Regions from separate parts of the Capra hircus genome. Here region 1 is linked to region 2. The links are chromatin contacts, called in public Hi-C maps. All regions are on one chromosome and are shown on one strand. The core of a region is the stretch at or near the end of the contact, and the rest is flanking DNA. Distances in the headings are between cores, read along the strand shown.

Evidence for each region. A called contact is a pair of places that touch in the nucleus more often than the background predicts.
Region 1: a contact with region 2 is called in a Hi-C map of blood, with 15 times the contacts expected there. The contact joins two enhancer-like sites. A contact is called at or near these places in 2 of 5 Hi-C or Micro-C datasets (blood and liver).

What each region holds. Positions count from the first base shown.
Region 1 is chr29:7,669,338-7,675,186 of ARS1.2, forward strand. No RefSeq gene overlaps it. Among named protein-coding and RNA genes, the nearest start is that of TMEM135, 290 kb to the right of the region's middle. Within about 2 kb of position 3,929, at least 1 of the 5 cell types and tissues checked has an H3K27ac peak or open chromatin away from gene starts, as enhancers often do.
Region 2 is chr29:6,571,450-6,577,404 of ARS1.2, forward strand. The region is part of intron 8 of GRM5 (metabotropic glutamate receptor 5); the gene reads left to right. Among named protein-coding and RNA genes, the nearest start is that of CTSC, 230 kb to the right of the region's middle. Within about 2 kb of position 4,417, at least 1 of the 5 cell types and tissues checked has an H3K27ac peak or open chromatin away from gene starts, as enhancers often do.

The DNA of each region.
Region 1 (5,849 bases), core at 2,679-5,178, 1.1 Mb after region 2:
AGCACTGCTAGGGCAGACTAGGGAAAGTCTCTGCACTCCCAGAGAAGGGTGTCTGGGTTCGACCCCTGGTCAGGGAACCAGATCCCACATGCTGCAACTAAGACTCAGGGCAGCCAAATAAATATGGAAAAGAGTAAAGGCAGGTTGGGCTGGAAGAAGTCAGGAGAGTTTGGCAGAAGGATACAAACTTACAACTGTAAGGTGTGAGTGTCTCCTACCGCTGCTGTTCCCGTCCTTAAGTGCTACGTCTGACTCTTCTCGACCCCACGCACTGCAGCACACCAGGTTCCTCTGTCTTCCACCATCTCCCCAAGTTTGCTCAAATTCATGCCCATTGAGTAGGTGATGTACAGCCTGGTAACTAAAACTGTTAATGCTGTATCGTATAACTGAAATTTGTGAGGGAAGTATAACTGAAAGAAGGTAGATAGGCGAGTAAGTGTTAATGAACTCGATGAGTACATTTTCACAATGTAGACATTAAATCATCATGTTTTACACTTGAAATATCTTGTAACTTTGTCAATTATACCTCCATCAAGCTGGAAAAATATTCTGACTAAAAAAATTTTTTTAAAGAGTAAACCTGGGTCTAGACAGTTGCCCTGGAACAGAGTGGTAACCCTGACCCCAGAGATCAGGTCACTTCCTGCCAGGAAACTGCAAGAAAAAGGATGCCCAACGCACAACCTGAAAGTGTTTGCTGCTGTTGTGTAAGCCCATCCGTCCCCTCCCCAAACTGCAGCAATTTCCATAACACTCATGAATACTCTGAGATTTTTTAAAAATGAAATATAGCTGATGCACGACATTATGTCACTTTCAGGTGCATCACATCGTGGTCTCACATTCGCATACATTATGAAATGATCGTCACGGTAAGTCTAGTAACCATCTGTCCCCATCCGGAGTTACTGCAATCTGATTGACCATAGTCCTTATTCTGCACTACGTTTCTGTGGCTTATTTATTTTATAACTGGAAGTCTGTACCTCTTAATACACTTCTCTTATTTCACACCTCAAGCCCCCTCCCCTCTGGAAACCACTCATTTGTTCTTTATGAGCCTGTTGTCATTTTGTTTTGTTTTGTTTTAGATTCCGCTTGTAAGTGAGATCATGTGTTATTTATCTTTTACTGCCTGACTTATTTCACTTAGCTTCTTTTAGTGCCTGGTGGCTCAGACGCTAAAGAGTCTGCCTGCCAAGCGGGAGACCCAGGTTTGATCCTTGGCTCGGGAAGACTCCCTGGAGAAGGAAATGGCACCCCCACTCCAGTATTCTTGCCTGGAGAATCCCATGGACAGGGGACCCTGGTGGACTACAGTCCACGGAAGGCAGAGTCAGACACAACCGAGCGACTATCATTCACTCTCAGCTCAAGTCCGTCCATGTTGCTGCAAAGGGCAAGATTCCATTCCTTTCAAGGCTGAATAATATTCCATTATACATATATATGTCTCTGTGTGTGTGCATCTTATTCACGCATCCATCTATTGTTGTTGTTCGGCTGCTAAGTCACATCTGACTCTTTGTGACCCCATGGACTGCAGTAGGCCAGGCTTCTACAGAAGGACCCTTAGGTTATCTCCATATCTAGATTATCTTAAATAATGTTGCTATTAACATAGAGGTGCATGTGTCTTTTTAAATGTGTGGTTTTTGTTTTTGTATGTGTGTGTTTGTTTTTTTCAGGTAAAAACTCAGAAGTGGAATTGCTGGGTCATAGGTTTTTCTGTCGTTAACTGTTTGAGGAACTGCTATACCATTTTCCAGAGCGGCAGTACCAATTTACAATCCCACTGACGGTGCACACGGCTGCCCTTTCGCCACATGAAGCTTTCTTAAGAGCTTGGAGAGGGGGCCGGCTTTCTGGCCATGGAGACAGAAGGGTGCGTGGAAAGAAGTACTGCCCCCACTCCCTCATTCTTGTTGTCGCTCAGTTGTGTCTGACCCTTTGTGACCCCATGGACTGTAGCTAGTTAGGCTCCTCTATCCGTGGGATTTCCCAGGCAAGCGTGCTGGAGCAGGGTGCCATTGCCTTCTCCAGGGGATCTTCCTGACCCAAGGATTGAACCTGCGTCTCTTGCATTACAGACAGATTCTTTACCACTGCGCTACCAGGGAAACCCCCTCACTCTCTGGGAACTTGCAAAATTCTTCAAGACCACTTTGGACTTCTGCAGAAGCATTGTAGTTTGAAGAGACCCAAGCTGACATTTAAGTAAACACTAAGCAATCAATTAAACAAGTGACTGGGGTGTAGGACCAAGAAGCTAACTCGATATAAGCCTGTGCGTGAGCTGGATCAACACTCTGTGCCTCACAAGGTGCTTTTTCCTCAAGCTTCTCTCACACCTCCTCTGGAAGGCAGTTTAGGCAGAGAGGCTGGTGCTTCTTGTATGGGTGCAAAAGCGCTGCCCCCCTTGTCAGGCCCTTTCAGTCTGGAAATCTCCCAGGGAGACAGTGACCATCCTACGGGGCCACCAGGAGCAGGCACCAGGCATTTGCTGGGCCCCGGAACCTTTTAAACCTGGGAGACGTGCGTCAGGAGGGGGAACAGGTATGTGCAGGCGGCCATTTGTCAGAAGTTCTAAAGGCTGTTTTGCTCCGCTTGGAGTTTGGAAAGAAACAATGAGTCCAGTGCTTTTGTGATTTTCCAACATGCATTTTTAAAGCTTCCCTCATGGCTCAGTAAAAGAACCTGCCTGCGATGTAGGAGACCCGGCTTCAACCCCTGGGTCGGGAAGATCCCCTGGGTAAGGGCATTGCAACCCTCTCCAGTATTCTGGAGAATTCCATGGACAAAGGAGCCTGGCGGGCTACCATGCATGGGGTCACAGAGTTGGACACGACTGAGCGACTAACACACACACAGCATGCATTTTGGTGGACAGTTCACGGGCTCAGACACCTCCAGTGAACAGTGGGTGCTGATGCTCCCACTCATGGGTCCAACATGGAGCTGGTGGTTTGGCCTCGTCCCGTGTCTCAGGAGCCCCAGGTTCTGCTGCCATCTCTCCTCTCTCCAGGCTGCCTGCAGCCCCCAGCACAGGGCCTGGGTGGGAGCCAGTGAGCCTGAGTTGCGGTTGTGCCCAGGGCTCACCCGAGAGCCCCCTGCTTGTTCTCAGAACATTCAGGATCTTGACTGCCTAGGGGAGCCCCAACTGGTCAAGGTGTGAGCCGACAGAGCTCCTTGCTTTCATGCTGCGAGTCTCGGGGTCCTCTCTCAGATGCACCGTCTCTTATCCATGAGCTCTCTGTAGTGGGTGAGAAGGTATTTTATCCTTTGAGGGGAGGAGTAATTTCCTAGCTGTGATCCACGCGCTAAACGACTACATGGACCCCGGTTTCCTCCAGGGCCTTGCTGCCTCTACCCCTGAAACCAAGGACTTGATGGCTGGGCTCCCTCTGTGAGACACCGCCCAACACACACACAGTGTTGGAGGGAGGCAGGGATTAAGTTCTTTGCGTCCCATGTCCTGCTGCTGCTGCTGCTGTTGCTAAGTAGCTTCAGTCGTGTCCGACGCCGTGCGACCCCATAGACGGCAGCCCACCAGGCTCCTCCGTCCATGGGATTCTCCAGGCAAGAATTCTAGAACCTTGCATAGACGTGGTTGATACCACACATGAATCCACGGATATGAGGGTTATAATCACTGCCCCTTTGTGCTTGAACATCAAAAGGGCAAACGAACTCCACAATTTGCGTGAGCTTGTGCTTGCTGAAAGTAAGAACTCTGGTTTCCAAATGAGTGCTCACAGTGCCCGACAGCCTCTGACGGGAGTGATCAGTCCAGACAGCATGTGCCCAGAGCCGAGGCCCCACTGATGGCTCAGGAGCAAGACCTGGGTGCGCACAGAATCCAGGCCCAGGAGACGAGGGACCCCCTGTGGGGAGATAAACTTAAGACACTCGGGGCTCGGCTCTCCTCGGGGACTGGCAGCCGCGGGAGGGATCCCTGGACCACAAACCTGGCACAGGTGGGCCTGCTGTCCCGAAGCACCCAGTCACCTGCACCCCAGGGGGTGCCCTGTCCAGGAGGCTCCCCCCTGATCCACCCCCAGCACGCTGAGACACCTGTTTCTTGCGAATCATCTGTTACTCGGGGAAAGCCAGTCACTGGTTGGTTACAAACACCAGGGCCAGGCAGATGTGTGGCATTTCTGACTGTCGGGCTGGGTGCAGGTGGGCAGGACAGTGAGGCTGCCAGACAACACATTTCCCCAGGTCTGGGCCTCTCAGGGTGCCAACTCCGTGACAGGGAGCAGACAATTCATCGTGTCCACCGGACTGAGACGCGACCTCACCTGGAGCTTCCTGCCAGCCCTCCTGAAGGTCAGATGGGCCGCCAGGAGAGGGGCCTCACCCACAGGAAACTCAAGGGAAGGCTTTGGATGGAGGAGCGTGGAGCTCAACTAGGGCGGAGACATGCTGAAGCCGGACGGATGTCAATTTATGGCTCCGAGAGCGGGGGCGGGATGTGTGGTCAATGGATCCCTCCCGCGGCCATCAGTTGCCGGAAATCAACCCTGAATATTCTTCGGAAGGATTGATGCTGAAGCTCCACTTCTTTGGCCACCTGATGTGAAGAGCTGATCATTGGAACAGACCCTGATGCTGGGAAAGATTGAAGGCAGGAGAAAAAGGGGACGACAGAGGATGAGATGGTTGGATGGCATCACCGACTCGATGGACATGAGTTTGAGCAAGCTCTGGGAGGTACTGATTGACAGAGAAGCCTTGCGTGCTACAGTTCGTGGGGTCGCAAAGAGCAGGAGAGCACTCAGCAACTGACACAGCAGGAGAGCCCAGTCCTTGCAAAGCACGGAGACCATCACTCGTGGAGCGCGAGTGCCACCTGGTGGCCAGATATGCCTTGACCAGCATCATCAGTGACCAGGGAAGCCAAGAACCAGGAATCACCAAGGTCATCGCCACAGTAACTGTAACGATGGCAACGCGTTATCAACACCCTACTTCTTTCCTGCCCTCCTGAATTCCGGCCTCGCAGGGTTTTGAGGAGATTGGCCCTTATTGGACATTGATATATATTCTCTTTAAAGCAGTGACCGTGTAATCTTTTGCCATTTTTCAATTCAGTTGTCTTATTAAGTTGTAAAAGTTCCTTATATATTTTGGATACAATTTATTAGTCAGATATTGTGAACATTTTCCTTCTGACTTATGGCTTATCTTTACTTGGTATTTTTCAAAGAGCAAATGTTTTAAATTTTAATAAAAGTCAATTTACCATTAAAAAAAAAAAATAGACATTGACCGGCCTAGATGTACCAGGCACTGTTCATATGCAGCAAGCCCTTCCCTCCTGGAGGTTAAGTTCCGGAGCACAAGAAGGGAGGGTTAGGAAGGATGGGGAGAAGGAGGCAGACACAAGGTATTGCAGCGGAATTAGAATCTCCAGGACAAGATGGCCAGGGGGGTAAGGAAGAGGGAGATGTTAAGAGATTTAGCCTAGGTGACAGGCAGAAGAATAAGGCCCCTAGAGGCTGGCGATAGAGGAGAAGGGGCAGGAAGGGGCAAGAAATGAGTCTGCTTTGGGATCAAAATCAACATTACATTACTTAGACTGTCTTCCCAGGTGGCCCCGGTGGTAAAGAACCCGCCTGCCAATGCAGGAGATGCAAGAGATGCTGGTTCGATCCCTGGGTCGGGAAGATGCCCTGGAGGAGGAAATGGCAACCCACTCCAGCATCCTTGCCTGGGAAATCCCATGGACAGAGGAGCCTGGCGGGCTACAGTCCACAGGGTCACAAAGAGTGGGACATGACTGAGCACGCACCCACAATATATTACATTACGATGGCCCACCTTTCCAATCCCATGAA
Region 2 (5,955 bases), core at 3,167-5,666:
TCATCCTCTGTCGTCCCCTTCTCCCCCCGCCTTCAGTCTTTCCTAGCATCGGGGTCTTTTCCAATGAGTCAGTTCTTGGCATCAGGTGGCGAGAGTATTGGAGTTTCAGCTTCAGTATCAGTCCTTCCAGTGAATATTCAGGACTGACTTCCTGCTTCATCCTTTATGTAGCAAACACTTATTGTGCAACTACTTTGCTACAGACACTGTGCCAGGCACTTTGAAATACATTGTCTCATTGGGTCTTCAGTTCAGTTACTCAGTGGTGTCCGACTCTTTGCGACCCCATGGACTGCAGCATGCCAGGCCTCCCTGTCCACCACCAACTCCCAAAGTTCAGACTCATGTCCATCGAGTCCGTGATGCCATCCAACCATCTCATCCTCTGTCGTCCCCTTCTCCTCCTGCCCCCAATCCCTCCCAGCATCAGAGTCTTTTCCAATGAGTCAACTCTTTGCATGAGGTGGCCAAACTCCTGGAGTTTCAGCTTTAGCATCATTCCTTCCAAAGAAATCCCAGGGCTGATCTCCTTCAGAATGGACTGGTTGGATCTCCTTGCAGTCCAAGGGACTCTCAAGAGTCTTCTCCAACACCACAGTTCAAAAGCATCAATTCTTCGGTGCTCAGCCTTCTTCACAGTCCAACTCTCACATCCATACAGTATTATATGATAGAAAGCATTATCCCCATCCACGGGTAAGAAAACACAGTGAACTGAGATGAGTACAGATGAAGCTACTTTAATTTAGTGCGTATTTAATAAGTAGTAAGTTTTGGATTCAAACCCAAGTCTATAGATTTTCATTTCTTTTTCATTCTAATATGAATTAAACATTCATTTTCTCAACCATGTATCCCATGTTATTGTTGTTGTTCATAAATAAGGGCACTGTGAACATATTTCTGTCACATACAATATTCGTATTTTGATTCTGATTTTACACCCAGGGAAATGACCCCAAAGGTGACCTTTTTTGATACAGAGACAGATCAGTTGAGGTGATGTCATGCAACGAGGTAGCCTTTGGTGCCACTTACATTCCAACTTGGCAGAAGCAGTGTGGCGTAGGGAAGTGAGCCTGGTCAGCAAGGACATGGATTCCAGTCCTGGCGGCTCTGCCTTGTCTGAGCTGGGGTCTTAGCCGGAGCCTCTGGCTGGTGAGGACAATAACACACACCACTCTCTGCGTTAGGCTCACAGGCCATTGAGAGCATGATACGGAGCGTGTCCAGGTTCATGAGATGAGACGCCTCATCATGGGGCCCTCTCAGCTCCTGTCGACCCCATACACAGCTCTGGGAACACATAGAGGAGGCTCCATAACATCACGCTTTGGGAAAGTTACTGAAATAGAAAGGCTTGACCATGTAAATCTGGCTTGTATGTGTATGCTCCGTCGCTTCAGTCGTGTCCAGCTCTTTGCGACCCCATGGACTGTAGCCCGCCAGGCTCCTCTATCCATGGAATTCTCCAGGCGAGATACTGAAGTGGGTTGCCATTTCCTTCTCCAGGGAATCATCCCAACCCGCAGACTGAACCCAAGTCTCTTAGGCCCCCCGCACTGGCAGGCCGGTTCTTCACCACCAGCACCACCTAGGAGGCCCAAATCTGCCCTGAGTTACTGGTCAATCGCTGCTATATCCTGGGGGCTCCTGCCCCCCCAAACTTCCATCATATTCTGAAGCGGTGCATTAAGAAATTTCCATTAAACTGCTTTTTTAGAAGTCAGGTCTCCCTCAGAGTTTCAAGGTGACTTGTAGGAATTAGCCGTTTTTGTCATTCTCCTTGTGGTTTTGGTAATGCATTTATACTTCTTCATGAAAAAAACAAAACTGACTTTTAACTTGCCTAGAACACGCAGCTCCACTTCACCTAATGTATAGAAACGAGATGATGAATCCCTGTGGTGAATTTTATACATAACATAATACGAAGCTCTGTTTGGTGAGGCAAGTGCATGCTCACATGTTCACTTATGTTTAACCAAAAAAGAAAAAGTGGTGAAAGGAAATAGTTGCCACCTCCCTGATGGGCACAAGGGAGCCGCCTGGCTGCTTCTGGGGCACACAACAGATACCCCAGGTGGTGGGAGCTGCCAGAGAGCGCTCTGCTGAGTTAAAACGGCGGAGCCCAAAATGCAAACTAATCACTCTGTTTTCTCCGATCTGTTATTCACATGGCTGTTTAAACTGGAGAGAAAAAGAGAGACCTTGAGTTGGGAAACAAACAGATGGGGCACTGACCTTCCTCTTCCAAAAAACAGACAATGACTGAAAACAAAGCATGGTAAACCCAACGAAGCTCCCGCGGAAGATAAGGGAAGGTACGATCCACGTCTGTTAAGCAAGACGTCTGTTAAGCAAGTCTCAACCACTGTTGAGAGATAATAGTGGTCGATATCAATTAACATGCTGCCGACCCAGGCCTCATGCTCTGAGAACCACCAACTTCCATGTGCTAAGCTCACAGCGACCACATGAAGTAGATAGTATTATATTATTATTCCATGTTTTAAAAGTGAGCGAACTCAAAGGCAAAGAGGTTGTTTTGTCCAAGACAGCATAGCCGTTGAGGGAAATGGATGGTATTCAAACCCAGGGTCCTCTGAATCTAAAGACCATGTTTTTTCTACAACAGCATCACTGGTAAGTCCTGAAGAGGATATATCAAGTGGGTAACTGCCCCCCTTTCCCGTCTGCCCCCGGTTAGGACTTTTGCTCTGTGGACTCATGAAACTCTAAGAGGCTGGCTGTTGGCTGGAGTCTTCAGCATACGCTCTGCTCTCCACATACGTGGTGAAGGCCACAGCAGTCTCAGAAACGACCCTAACGTGCTCCTCCTCCGTCTGCCCGCTTCTGACGGTGGGGCCTCCCCACGTGCCCCCCAGTGCCAGTGTCCAGCATCAGGAGCCGCTCCTCTGCACGCAGGTCTAGATACGCGAGTGCCTCAGTGCCAGCTGGGGGCTGTGGTTAGCTAGCGGGAGTGTGAACAGACCTCGGGGCACACACTGGCCAGAATCCCAGGGTGTAGTCACCACGTAACACTGCCAGAGCAACAGGAGTGAAAGCCGACAAGCAAAGACACTTTCTTCAGGCTCAGATGGTACAGGCAGAACAAGGGAGACACGGAGTGCTACAGTATCAGCGTGGATGCCCGCTGTGGCGGGCAGAATGATGATTCCCAAACATGGTAACGCCCCGTTCCCTGGAACCTGTCAGTATGCTGTCTCCCATGGCAAACGGACTTTGAGGATGTGGCTATGTTCAGGATCTTGAGACGAGATTATCTTGGATCATCCAAGTGGGCCCAGTGCAATCACAAGGGTCCTTATTGGAACTGGTGGTAAAGCACCTGCCTACCAACGCAGGAGGCACAAGAGATGCTGGTTCGATCCCTGGGTCAGGAAGATCCCCTGGAGGAGGGCATGGCAACCCACTCCAGTACTCTTGCCTGGAGAATCCCATGGTCAGAGGAGCCTGGCGGGCTACAGTCCACAGGGCTGTGAAGGGTCGGGCATGACTGAGTACACAGGCTTACAAGAGGAAGGCAGGGATATCAGAGTCAGAGAGAGCCGAAGATGCTGACTTAGAGGATGGAGGAAGGGCCTAGAGGGCAAGGCAGCCTCCAGAAGCTGGAAAGGCAAGGATCATCCTCAGGAGGAATGAGGTCCTCATGATTTTAGCTTAATGGAAGCCATTTTGGACTCCTGATCTATAGAACTGTAAGATAATAAATGTACGTCATTAAGTTTGTGGTCATTCATTATAGAAGCAAGAGAAAACACACAGCTTCTGTAAGATCGGGGGCACAAACACCCCAAAAAAGATACCCGGATTCAACCAGACGAGAGGAGGTTTTCATCTTTACACAGAACTCCTGTGTGGTTCCCTCCATGACATTCTCCAAGGTTTTATTCTGGTTCAGTATGAGACACACACACACACACACACACGCACACAACTAGAGATCACCGAGACAAGACCATTTTCTTATTCATCCCTAGGTCGAGTTATTCAATCCCCAGGTTTCTCATCATCCCTAGCAGAAACTCGGTAAATTGTTGCTGTGGTCTCAGAGGAAATAAAAGGAAATCAAGCCCTACTGAGCTCTGACTTTGCTCCTCCGAGTATCCACCAGGCCCACTGTGCTACCCTTCCATCTCAGCCTCTCCCAAGGTTATGTCCTGTCCATGGTACTCCAGATCCCAGTGGAGTCCTGGTCAGTAGCTGAGGGGAGCGGGGCCAACTTGACTCACTGGGGTGAGCCTGGCACCACGGACAGTGTACTCCAACCCAGACAGACACACGGTGACATTGCGGGGGCATCTGAGGGAAATGAGAGGGGGACCTGAGTCCAGAGTGACCACGGACACATCTCGCAGGGACTCTCCCGCCACCGGGCACAGCCAAGTGTGCAGCCCCTCACTGGAAGGCTGGGGCCCAGGCGAAGCAGGCTCTGCTCCTCTGGGCACACAGCTGGCGGCTGCCAGGGCAGCACGTGGAGAACCAAGCATTTCAGCCTGCAAGCGGACCAGCAAGCGCTTTTCCCTTTCGATACTTCACTAATAAAAATCTAAGGAAAAATCAATTCTAACCTCCACTCACAACTGGAGTTTAACTCCAGGATTTGTTTTAATCTAAAGGATGTTTGCAATATCTGGTGATACTTGAGAAAAACTGAGCACACTGACTTCAGTGGAGACCTTGCAAAGACACCTGGGCAGAATGCTAATGTGCCGAACGGGAGCCTAGCGGACACGGACTTTGGGCGTCTGGCCTGTCTCTTTCACCTTCAAACTCCAGATCCCTGCATCAAGGCACAGGTTATCTAATTTCCCCTTGGACATTTCCAGAGGCTTCCGTTTAATTGTATTCACTGTGCAGACACTGCTTTGTGACTGCTTCTCCGGGGAGAACCGTGCCAGACAGAGCGCAAGCTAGCAGACAGCCTCTAAACTCCAGGGCGTCTCTAACCGTCCTGAGAGATGCTGGTGAAGGACCAGACTCTGGGTGTCAGCTGCTTACAGACGGCCCCCTTCTCTCCTTCTTTCTCACCCTGCAACCTTCATCCCTACCCCCCGCAGTCAGCGGACCAGGTCCTTCACCTGCACTGGGTGCCAGGAGGGCTTCTGGGCATCTAAGAAGAGACAGCATGTTTCTGCTGTAGGAGTTCTCACCTTGTATACCAGGGAAAAGGAACCGCCACCATGGGCTCGTACAAAGAGCCTGATGCACAGAGCCGGACACTAACTCTTGTGGAAGCACTGCTAACAGCAGATGTTCTGACCCCTGGCTATACCAACTGAAGGAGATTCCTCATACTAACGTGCTCGTTTCCTCGTCATCGCTGCTATCATATTTCTATACCCACAAAAATAATATAACATATAAAAGCTGGGGGAAAATCAACATTATTTCCTAGCACACGAATGCCAGATTTTTATAACATGCCTATTCTTCTCACACATCACAGAGGAGCCTTGCCCAAATATTCTCCTGCCGCTCACTTTTCCACCAGAGATGCCTTTCAAATCCAATAGGTCATGTTACCCGTGTTGAGTCTTCAGGAATCAAACTGACTACCATCAAGACCTTCCGTTTACTGAGGATGCACCAACCGCCCATGAGTGCAATTTATTTCATCCAGTATGGTCCTTACAGCAACCCTGTTCAGGAGGGTAGGCATGCCCACTATGCTGATGAGGCTTAGAGAGAGAAAGACACTTGCCCACCAGGGTGAGCGGCTACCGCAGGGTTTGAACGCAGTTGCTGCACTTAAGAACTCCAGCCCTAACACACCCCAAAATGCAAGGCTTTCTCTAAAGCCTGAGAAGCCAGTCTGCTGTGTCACATGCTTAGTCCCACTGTTTCTGGAGAGGAACAAAGGACAGTGAAGAGACAGGTCGCAGCCTTCGACTTGAGTGAAAATCGAGTCAGATTCTGTATGCCGCACTT